Linked DNA regions of Mus musculus: region 2 is linked to region 1. The links are chromatin contacts, called in public HiChIP or PLAC-seq maps. All regions are on one chromosome and are shown on one strand. The core of a region is the stretch at or near the end of the contact, and the rest is flanking DNA. Distances in the headings are between cores, read along the strand shown.

Region 1 (5,007 bases), core at 288-2,787:
AAGAAAAAGAAAAAGACATAATATCTACTCTACTTAATAATTGTTCAGCTTAATAGCTGTTCAGGTATGTGTAGGAGACAATACAGAAATAACACTTGCAAATAGTAACAACAACAACAACACAGTAGGAAAGCCACAAAACCACAGCCTAAAGGGGTAGGGGTGAAAAGGGAAAAAGCTAAGATGACAGAAAAGTTTATATATGCTTCCAAACTTGACTAGTATAATTTTTTCCTTACGATTCTGATACAGGTTTTCAACCCATATATATTATTCAAATCAGGTAGGCTCAAGTAGGCCGCAAAAAGTTTGTAACTATGGTGATGATGTTAATCATGATCTACTCAAGGTTTCACAAAGATCAATGACTATCACAGCCTTCTAATCTGTCAACCTCCGCTACCGAGACCCTCCCCGCCTCCATTTGTGGGTCCGCAATCCCCAACAGCTACCTACAAGGATCAATACTCCTCCACTGGCTCTCACAGCTTCGGAGCCCAGCACCCTGAAAAATCCCTTCCTGGAGCCCATCAAGCACCGCCTCCGGAAAGCCGCCAAGTGGGCCTCGTTAAGACGTGCAAGGAGCAGAGCCGTGGGAAGGCAACGTAGCTCCAGAGGGCCACCTCGGGGCTCCAGATCGCGTACCCATCCCTGCCCGGACCCCCGCAGCCACCCGGGTCCCCAGGCTCTGCCGATTCTTTGTTAAACGAGGCCGAGGTTCCTCCGCCCTCGCCAGGCCCCAGTTACCTCTCGTGTCCCCCGGGCTAGCGGCACTGCGTCTGGCGAGCCCTTCACCCAAACCCGCTGCCGCGGCTGCAGACGCAGTTGCTACTCCAGTCGGCGCGAAAGAACCCCCGCGGCCCTGCGTACGCGCGGTGCGGGACCGCGTCCAGCCGCGCTCTTCCTCCGCCCCCTTCGCCGCCGCCTCACGGCCCGTTGCTGACTGGGGGTAGGGTGGGGGGAGCGTCTGACATGCGCGCTAAGTAGAGCGCGAGCCGAAGGGTGGGGCTGGGGCTACGGCTGCCGAAAGGCGCCAATTAATGCCGCTCTTCCGATTCCGGAACGCAACATAACTACGTCACACACCCCGGACGGGAATCTGGTCCTGGGTGAGGATTGTGTCTGGGTCGTGTAGTGAGGGAGTCTGCAATGAAGAGAGCCGCGGCGATGGGGAACCGCCCGAAAAACTCAAGGTAATAAGGTGTTGATTGGAAACTTCATTTACATAAGAATGTCCACCTTCCCTTAGCTCTTGTCCCTTGCCAAAAACCAAAGCAACACAAAAAACCCACGACTCGGGCAACATTTCCCTTCATGCCTCTGTCCACATGGCCCCATAGACTATGGCCACCTTTAGCTTCCGGAGCATCCGATCAAAGTGACGTCTACCCGACGGACGGAACCCTACGGGAGAAACGCAGCCTCCGCTAGTTAGAGCACTTGTAGCCCAGGGGACGCTGGGGGTTACGTAATTTTCCCAGCAGCCCTAGCTCGCCTTGCGCGGATGTCCTGAAGGCCGCGCCCCGCCCCCACCCCGCGCGCAGGCGCAAACTAGCTGTACGCATTCTACGTAACGGACGGCTGAAGCTACGTGAAGAGTAGGGTGCCGTGACTGAGCTACCTGTTCTGGGCTGTTCAGTGACATCGCGGCCCGCAGATTATCTTTGCGACCTGAAGACAGAAACCAGACAAAGGCAGGCTGGTTGGAGGTAGTGGCCTCAGGAGCCCCGGGCCCGGTTGCAGCCTCGGGTGCAGGTAGGTAGCGGGGCCATGACATTCCAGTCGGTGTGACCGTGCCAGGCCGAGCGGTGACTAAGTTGCATGGCCGCAGAGCCAGGTACTGTTTCCCTCCTAACCAACCCTTTAAGTCCGGCCGGTGGTGACATGCATCAATACCCTCAACTTATCTTTCCAGAATTAAAAGAAAAAAAAAAAGACTAAACCTCTGTCCATCCTTTTCTGCTCCATTTTATGTTGGGCTTTAGGAAGATTTGGGGGAAGGTTTCGAGTAGATCCCAACCAACAGGACAAAATCTGAGAAAATATCTGGTGTGTAGCCAGAAGAATAAAAGAGCATCGAACTAGGCTTCTCCGTGGTGGACCTAGGACTAGACACTAGAAGTTTCACGGAAGCAACCGCTTCTAGAGTCGACCTTACCCGAAGGTTTCTAACATGCAAGTTATTTGTAACCAACACTTTACTTTGTAAGGTGACAGTAATGTCTACATCATTTCTAGAAATTTCATCATTTTGACTGATGCCACAGAGGCCTGGGAGGACAAGCAATGATTGCTACATATACTCCTTTTTACTGAGAGAGCTTGCGGAAGATAATCAAGATGGGTGTGTTAATGTTGTGCCTGGCTTGGAGTCTAGTGTTTTCTGCTTCAGAAGTCCTAGAGGCTGGATGGCCTGGCAGAGAGCTGTGCATCTGAGAAATGGGTTGACAGGTCCAGCTGAGTCTTATCAGAAAGCCAGTGCACAAATGGCTTGGATAATTTTAACATAAATAACCTTGAGGGAGCCTGTATGAATTCCATTAGAAACACTTCTGTGTTGTGAACACTCCTGGTATAGACTGAAATGGCCAGACTGTCAAATTGACAGGGATATGTAGTTACTTCTGCTTGGACAGGGAGCCACTAAAGCAGACGCTCTTTGTTCTTTGAGGCAGTGCCTCTTACTCTTGCAGGCTGGCCTAATATCACTATGTAGGACAAGGCAGGGCAGGCCACTGGAACTACTATACCTGCCACCACCCCCACCCCCTTAAGTATAGGGTCTCGCTATGTAGTCCTGGCTAGCCTTGAATTTGGACATGTGCCTGCATTTGACTCCTGAGTACTGGGATACCTCACCCACCCTACCGGCCCCTTGGAGCTTTTGAGACAGGGGTCTCCTGAAGCCTGGACTCACTATGTAGAAGAAGATGGCCTTGGACTCTCGGCCTCAGTCTCCCAAGTGCTGGGATTACAGGAGTAAACCGCCACACCCAATCTTATATGGTCCTGCTATCAATTTAGACAGTCTCAACAGCTTGAGTTACATCCCCAGCCTCCCTTTGTAACATTTTAAAAATTACATTAATTTATTTATTTGGGTCAGGCATATATAAAGGGGGAGGTATTATATCGCTGTGCATGGAGAGGTCAGAAGACAACTTCTAGTTTAATCATCAGTCGTAATACACATACCCTATCAGTAATAAAACTCTTACACGCATCTATCCTTTAGGCTGAATTTCAATGCTTAAAAACAGATGTTTATTGTTTTTGTTTTGTTTTTTAGATAATTAAAGATATAGGACTGGTGTTTAGATTAGGGAGCAGAATTGAAAATGTAGCATAAATGCTTTTGTTGGTTGGAAATATTTTTGCATTGTACTCTGTGATTTCATACAAAATCAGTACCTTCAGTCTGAGCCCGTGGAGTAACGTGGTAGTTGGACTGATGCATCTTCTTTCTGTACTTAAGTGTTCACACTTGCGGTGATCTGAGCAAGTGTGTGTTCAGGAGAACGTGTCTGCAGGCCAAACACAGATCTACAGTTGGTCTGTAGGTAAATGGCTGTCTCTTTTAGTACTGATGGTGAAGCCAACCTTATGTATGTCACAAGAATGACAAGAGTTACACTGGCTTCTTTCCAGTCTGCGTGGTTTTTATTTATGGATTATTTTGTAACTATTTACATATCCATAATTGTATCTTATTCTCTATAGTCTTTAGTTCTTTTATAAAGGATTTTTAAGAATAATTTATTTATTTTTATTTTATGCACTTTGGTGTTTTGCCTGTATGCATGACTGTGTGAAGGTGTTGGATTCCCGAGAGCTGGAGTTGCAGACAGTAGTAAGCTGCCATGTTGGTGCTGGGAATTGAACCTGGGTCTTCTGGAAGAGCAACCAGTGCTCTTAACTGTTGACCCATCTCTCCAGACCCTAGAAAGGTTTTAATAGTCTCTCAAAAATACTTTTTTGGTTTTTTGAGACAGGGTTTTTCTGTATAGCCCTGGCTGTACTGGAACTCACTCTGTAGACCAGGCTGACCTCAGACTCAGAAATCCACCTGCCTCTGCCTCCCAAGTGTTGGGATTAAAGGCGTGTGCCGCTATGCCCGGCTTCAAAAATATTTTTGAGGGGGGAAAAAAAACTATGGAATGTATAATATACAGAAAGATTTTAGAGAATTGAACCAAAAGAAATCAATTGTGTATCCTTGTTTTTACTGATAGGATCTGGATAGACCCCATACCTCTTGGCTTCGGCTCATTGTTTCCTTTACGTAGGGCTTTCAGAATCCATGAGTATTGAGGAAGAGAAAAGCAGGAGGCATTTGTGAGATTGTTTTATTTTTCTAAGTAAGGGTCAGCCTGTAGGCAGGCCTTGCCTTGGACTTCTGATCCTCTTTCTACCTCCCAAGTAATGGGATCACAAGCATGTACCACAACTCCTACCTGGCTCTTAAATGACTTAACAATTTACAAAAGACAATAATCACGCATGTGCAAGGGTCGTTCACTTAGCATACACTGTTTCTCACAGCTTGTTTTTAAGGTGCAATGAAAGCCTTCTATGCTTTCTGTGTGGTCCTCTTGGTGTTTGGGAGTGTCTCGGAAGCCAAGTTTGATGATTTCGAAGATGAGGAAGACATAGTAGAGTATGATGATAATGATTTTGCTGAGTTTGAGGACGTCATGGAAGATTCTGTTACGGAGTCGCCTCAGCGAGTGATCAGCACTGAAGATGACGAGGACGAGGCCACCGTGGAGTTGGAAGGGCAGGATGAAAGCCAAGAAGGTGATTTCGAAGATGCAGATACCCAGGTGGGGCTTTTGTTTTTAAGATTTATTTATTTTTATGTGTATGAGTGTTTTGCCTGACTGTAGGTGTGCTGTGTGCACACCGTGCCTGTGAATCCTTTGGAACTGAGCAGCCACGTGGTTTCTGGGAATCAAATCCAGGCCCTTTGCCAGAGCAGCAAGTGCTCTTAATTTATCTCTCCAGCCC
Region 2 (5,767 bases), core at 2,774-5,273, 810 kb before region 1:
CACACCTGTCAGCATTTTGTAGATAAAGTGACAGCTAAGCCGCACACGGAGTCCATAAGGTAGCCCGGTTTCACAGAAGCTTCCCGTCACGTGAAGACCGACCCCAAGTGCCAAGTTCAAATGCACTGGGTGTGGGTGGCACCTCGAACTTGCCACTCCCGCTTTCGGTTAAACCTCTTCACGTAGCTGCTGCTACCCCGGATCAGCCCGTCTCCTGGACGCAGGCGCCCCCTTAGGACCTGGAGCAGCGCACTGGGGAGCTGCCGTCTCTTATGGTAGATGTGGCCCATCACAATATACCTGCTTCCTGAACAAAAAGCATAAGAGAAACGGTGTCATCTAAATGCCAAGAAACAATGACATCTGAGCTTGAATCTCGTTACCTTGCTGTGCTTGTAGCAATTTAAACTATTGGCAACAGGCGAAAAACATTAGAACAGGTAACCTACAGACTGGCAACATTTCAAAACAAAGCATTCTTCGGAGACCATCTCTAGGAAGAAGTGAGAATAGGAATCCCCTACACTGCCACTGCCCGGAAGAGGCCTTTCTCATCTCAGTGCTGGACAGTAGAAGCCCCTAGGCATTCCTTTTGAAAGTAGTGTCGGCCAGGCGGTGGTGGCACACGCCTTTAATCCCAGCACTTGGGAGACAGAGGCAGGTGGATTTCTGAGTTCGAGGCCAGCCTGGTCTAGAGTGAGTTCCAAGACAGCCAGGGCTACACAGAGAAACCCTGTCTCGAAAAAAAAACAAAAAAAGAAAAGAAAAAAACAAAACAAAGAAACAAAGAAGTGTCAACCTAGGTATCAACATATCGGTGTTTGGGGATTTGTCTTGTTTTAGCCAAAGCTGGCTTTGGGGGAGATGACCTTGAACTTCTGACCCTTCATGTTTCCAAATTGCTCCTGGATGCTGGAGTTGCACCATCACCGCTGGCCTGTTCTGTGCCAACCAATGTTCTCACCTTGAGGGAGCTGAAAAGGTACAGCTGTCATCTAAACTCTATTGGTTAAACAGTAGTTACTGTTTGGTCACGAAGGAGCTGGGGTTGAGCTCCACCAGTAACCCAGCATATGTTAAGGCTGAAGGAAGAGGATTACCGGAATTTCGAGGCCAGGCTTTCTATCAAGAGCCTGTCTGAAAAAGACAAATTCTGGGAGTGTAACTTATGACATGCTTGCCTGGCGTATGTGAGGCCCTGCTCAACGCCTGGTCTTTGAAAAGGGAGTTGGGTGCTGGGGTGACCAACAGAAGCTGGGCTGCAGCACTCAGGTCCCCAGTAGCATTATAAAGGACACGATGAATGGCCTTTTCGGGGGACGGGATTTCGATACCGGGTTTAAATTCTGGACACGGCTTATGGCAACTGGAGGAGTCCAGGGCTAGTATATGCACGCGGAAGAAAAAGCCGTCGGGAGTGATGTACAGGCGGCTCATCTTGTACAGCCCGTCGGGGTCCACCAGAAGAGTCACCAGGCGCATGCCCGCGCCCAACACGTCCACGTCGTGCACGATTCCATTCACCGCTGCTTTGGAAAAACAGGGTTTGGAGGAAAAAGCATTACAACTAGCTCCGGGACGGGGACGGGCGCGCGGGTTCCCGGGAGGGTGCAGCGCGCTCACCGAATTCGCTGGCGCAATAGGCCTCCCACTCGTCCGCGTCCGCGCTGCAGGCGCGCGCGCAGGACTGAGTCTCTGGCTCCCTGTCCTCCGGCGACAGCGCCTGCGGGGTCCCAGAGGGCTGCGCTGCTGCGCGCGGCCGGTTCGGGTGGGCGGGGCTGGCGGCGCGCGCGCCCGGAGGTCGCACGGCCCGAGAGAGCGCGCGCCGCGGAGAGTCCTCGGGCGGGGACGCGCGGTTCTCCGCCTGCGCGAGGCGCGGGCCCGGAAGCGCCGCGGGCGCGTGCACTGCATCCCGGAAGCCGGCGCGGTTGTCGGCGGGCGGCGCGGTCTTCCGGCGCCGGGGGTCGGGCCAGGCGCGCGGTCCTGCGTAGGCGGCACGCGGGCGGCGCGAGAACTCGGGCAGCGGCTGCGCGCGTGGCCCTGGAGTCTCCCGGGAGTCGGGCTTTCGGTGCGGCGGCGGGGCTGCGGGAGAAAGCGAGGCGTGAGCCCAGGGGAGGCGCGAGGGGAGCAGAGGGGCGTCGGAGCGAGCACCTGCTGTAGCTCTACACGAAAGGACCATTGCCTGTAGCACCAGGCTTCGGCAGGAGGCTGGCTGCGAGTTCGAGGAAGCCTAGACTACGGAGTCAAACTATCCTAAGAATAAACAAGTAAATCCAACATTAGTACTAAGAGGACATTATATTGTTAAGAAACTTTAACTATAGCTTTTCAAAGTACGGTCTTCTATTTATTCTAGAGCCAAACAGTTCAGGTGGCATTGGTTAAACACCTATACCCTACGCGCGCGCGCGCACACACACACACACACACAGAGAGAGAGAGAGAGAGAGGGAGAGAGAGAGAGAGAGAGAGAGAGAGAGAGAGAGAGAGAGAGAGAGAGAGAGAGAGAGAGAGAGAGTTTGTTGAGAAAGTACCAATAGCAAGTCCCGAGGGGAAACGTCTCGAGTTACAGGTTTCTCCTAATTGTTTAAGCGCCCCTGACGACAGAACTATTTGGTTTTCCCATCCGTGTTTACACTGTCATCTCGGCAAGGCAGCATCAAGAATTTGTGAGTGGATTTTTTTATCTGGCTTCTTGGACACCACTTAGTAGTAAACAACAGCTTAGAAGGGGTTTTTAAAGCTTGGCTGGGAGGCAGAGGCCCCTGAGTAATTATAAAAGCATTACCCCTCCCCATTAGGAAATCTCCCGAATATCAATACACCTTTTTAAATTTTATTAATGATTTTCTTCAGCTCTGCATACAGGTTGGAGCACAGCTTCAAGTCTGGGCAACTTTGCATGTCCAGGGATGCAATCTCACCACCTCCCAGTGCTCCTTCAGCCAAGCACAGCCCCACAACCTACTTTCCCTCGTTTGCATTAAAGAGCTTGTTGTGCCCCTTGCAGCCTTGACAGCACTTCCTTTATAATGATGCATCTTGCCAAATGAATAATCTTAAAAAATCAGCTTTCTCCCAGCAGGAATGGTTAGTTACACAGTTTGTGTTTTTGCAAAGCCATTGGATCTGACTCCCTCCCTATGTTAAACCTGCACACCATGCATAGCCGATAGATAAAGTTCTGGTGGCTATCCAACTCCTGTCAACTGTTGACCTCAGCTGCTTCCCCTCTAGACCACCATCTGTTGTCATGGAAAAGATGGTCTAATGTGGAGTTAAATGCCAATGAAGTCGTTCAATTTCCGTGTGGAACAACAACAATAAAATGACCTAAAATAAATTGCCCAGTTAGGTGTGGAAGCTATTATTCCCAGAGACAGTAAGATGAGCAAAATATCCTAACAATAGCAAAACAAAAACACCACCTGGCCAAGACTGCCTGATTTGTGTGTGTGTGTGTGTGTGTGTGTGTGTGAGAGAGAGAGAGAGAGAGAGAGAGAGAGAGAGTGTTATCAAGGTTCAGGTATACCAGAGGCTATACCAGAGCTGCGAGAGAGGAGTAGAATGCCCAGAGTTGTCGCACCATTGCTGGCCTGTGTCACCATCCCAAGCCTGGGAGCCTGTCCACAGCGCGCCGCGACCCCTTTTGACACTTTCCCTCCTCCGGATGCAGCTATTTAACATGCAAAGTTTTCTCCAGCTTGCCTGGCTCGCACGAGATCATTTCAGCAGCTGAACCCGTCTTTCCTTCTGAAAAGGCTGCCAAGGGACATGAAATATTGGGAGACCCTTGTCGCTGCTTTCTGGCACGCACGCAGACCCGGAGTCGCCTGTCCCGCAGGCTCTGACCCTTGGCTCGTCCCGCCCTGCGTCTCGCCCCTTTCCCAATCCCTGGGGCGCTGCATTTTAGCGACCTCACCTTTTCTCTCCGCCACCGGGGCTTCGGGGGACCATCCGACGATCAAACAGAGAAGCCAGAGGGCTCGAGCTGTCATTTTTGTAGACAGGGTTCCCCAGGCTGGAAAACGCAGCGAGGGCTTTGGCTCGCTTCCTCTCCCCCCACACACACCCCCACCCCCGTTCATGCTAATGAGGGGCAGCCTTTGGGGAAACGAGCATAGCTGGCTGCACAGACCATTGAAACAAAACGGAGCGGCGGGGATCTCTCCCTCTTTCCGAGGGGGGTCGGATGTGTGGTCCGGACTGGGCTCTGTGGGCCAGGAGAACAGCACGGCCTTGAGCTCTTGCTCCGGGTGGGTGGTGTGCTTGGGGTGAGGTGACAGGCTAGGGGAGAGTGAGGGTTTTGAGGGGGCTGAAGGAACGCGAGTGATGAAATCAACAACAAATAAATTAGCGCTTAGAATAGCTTGAGCTTGTTGAGGGGAGGGGACTCCGGATGACAAAAAAACGCATTCCAGGACCTGTGAGGCAATTGCCTGACAAACCAAGTTTGGCAAAGCTGTTTGACTGTATATGCAATCTTGATATTCTAGAGTCAGAAACGGGCCGGGGGGTCGGGGGGGGGGGTGTGAGCAAATTTTTTTTTTCTTGACAGCCCTCTCCTCTGCCCCCTTCCCATTCTCCTTCCCTCTTTTCTCCCTCCACCCATCCATTGATAACTAGTATTCAGTTGGCCACATTCACCAAGTGTATACTGAATGCCTAAAGATTGGCAAACCACCTTTCCAATGCTGGGGGCATCTCACTGCTTGGGAACAGGCAGTTTTTATTGTGTCTAAGAAAAGCAAACTCCTTTGCTGCTTATGTTCAGCTTCCTGACACAGCATCACAGCTCGATCGGTCCTGAGGGAAAGGCTTTTCCACTCAGATGAAATAAAACCGTCATTTGTCAAGGGGTGGGGGTGGGGAGATTAGGGTATCATTTCTCCAGAACAGGTCTGAAGCCTCGGGACTAATTCTCGGTCCACAGCTTCAAACCCAAACAGATGCACGAAGGCGCGAATGGCTTGGTGTGAGGTACACAGAGTTGCTGAGGAAGCCTCAGGGTTCTGCGTCACTGATCCAGGGGCCTGACGCTAGAGTGCTGGTGGACTGAGTAGAGTCTTGGGGGTCTCAGAAACTACAGAGTGGGAACACTCAGGCAGACAGAGGCAGGTCTCCATCTTCTGAAGAGACTAGGAGGCAGACTAGGTACACAGACCCATCAGTTTGTTCTCTGAGGTAGGAGTTATGGCTCAACTGGCTCAACTTCAGCTGCCCGAAGAATAACATGAGGGATGTAACTCAGTCAGTAAAATGCCTGCCTTAGAGGCAGGAAGTGCCGGATTGGATTGCTTGCACTTCATACATGAGGAGTGGTGGAGCCTATAACCCCAACCCGCTGAGGCAGAGTGAGGAAGATGGGTTTAAGGACATCCTCAGCCGCACAGAGATCTATCTCAGGCCAGCCTGGGACACAGGGGGCCTTGTCTCAAAAGTATTCACAGTATATAGTCACAGCTGGTGTCTCCAAAGAAGCAAGGGCTGTTTTTAAAAAAAACAAAAACAAAAACAAACCCAGAGCTGGAGAACTGGCTCGTGGGCTAAGAGCAGTGACTGCTTCTGCAGGACTACATTCAGTTCCCAGATGGCCACGAAACAACCTTGCTCCATTTCCAGGGGCCCCGATGCGTCTGACCATCTCAGGCTCCCGCTCACAGGCACTGCACTCCCATACAGGCAGGCACACACACACACTTCCATGTAAACTTAAATGAATATTTTTAAACAACAATATCAACCGACCAGACCCCCCCCCCTCAGA

Evidence for each region. HiChIP or PLAC-seq counts read pairs in DNA pulled down with a chosen protein or histone mark.
Region 2: an H3K27ac HiChIP or PLAC-seq map of stem cell-derived neural progenitor cells shows a contact between it and region 1, with 5 times the contacts expected there. The contact joins the promoter of 1810010H24Rik here to the promoter of Ccdc47 in region 1. A contact is called at or near these places in 2 of 39 promoter capture datasets (neural stem cells and pre-B cells), 3 of 115 datasets of contacts at active chromatin or transcription factors (bone marrow-derived macrophages, embryonic limb bud and stem cell-derived neural progenitor cells) and 2 of 9 other capture datasets (adipose tissue and liver).

Annotation. Positions count from the first base shown.
Region 1 is chr11:106,212,897-106,217,903 of GRCm38.p6, reverse strand. Ccdc47 (coiled-coil domain containing 47) reads left to right here and starts at 1,537. Exons shown (of 13, transcript NM_026009.2): 1 at 1,537-1,755; 2 at 4,543-4,823. The coding sequence starts at 4,560. It overlaps Ddx42 (DEAD box helicase 42), which reads right to left and starts at 978. Exons shown (of 18, transcript NM_028074.4): 1 at 748-978.
Region 2 is chr11:107,024,125-107,029,891 of GRCm38.p6, reverse strand. 1810010H24Rik (RIKEN cDNA 1810010H24 gene) reads right to left here and starts at 4,023. Exons shown (of 4, transcript NM_001372502.1): 1 at 3,923-4,023; 2 at 1,624-2,082; 3 at 1,335-1,526; 4 at 1-307. The coding sequence starts at 3,998. The coding sequence ends at 117.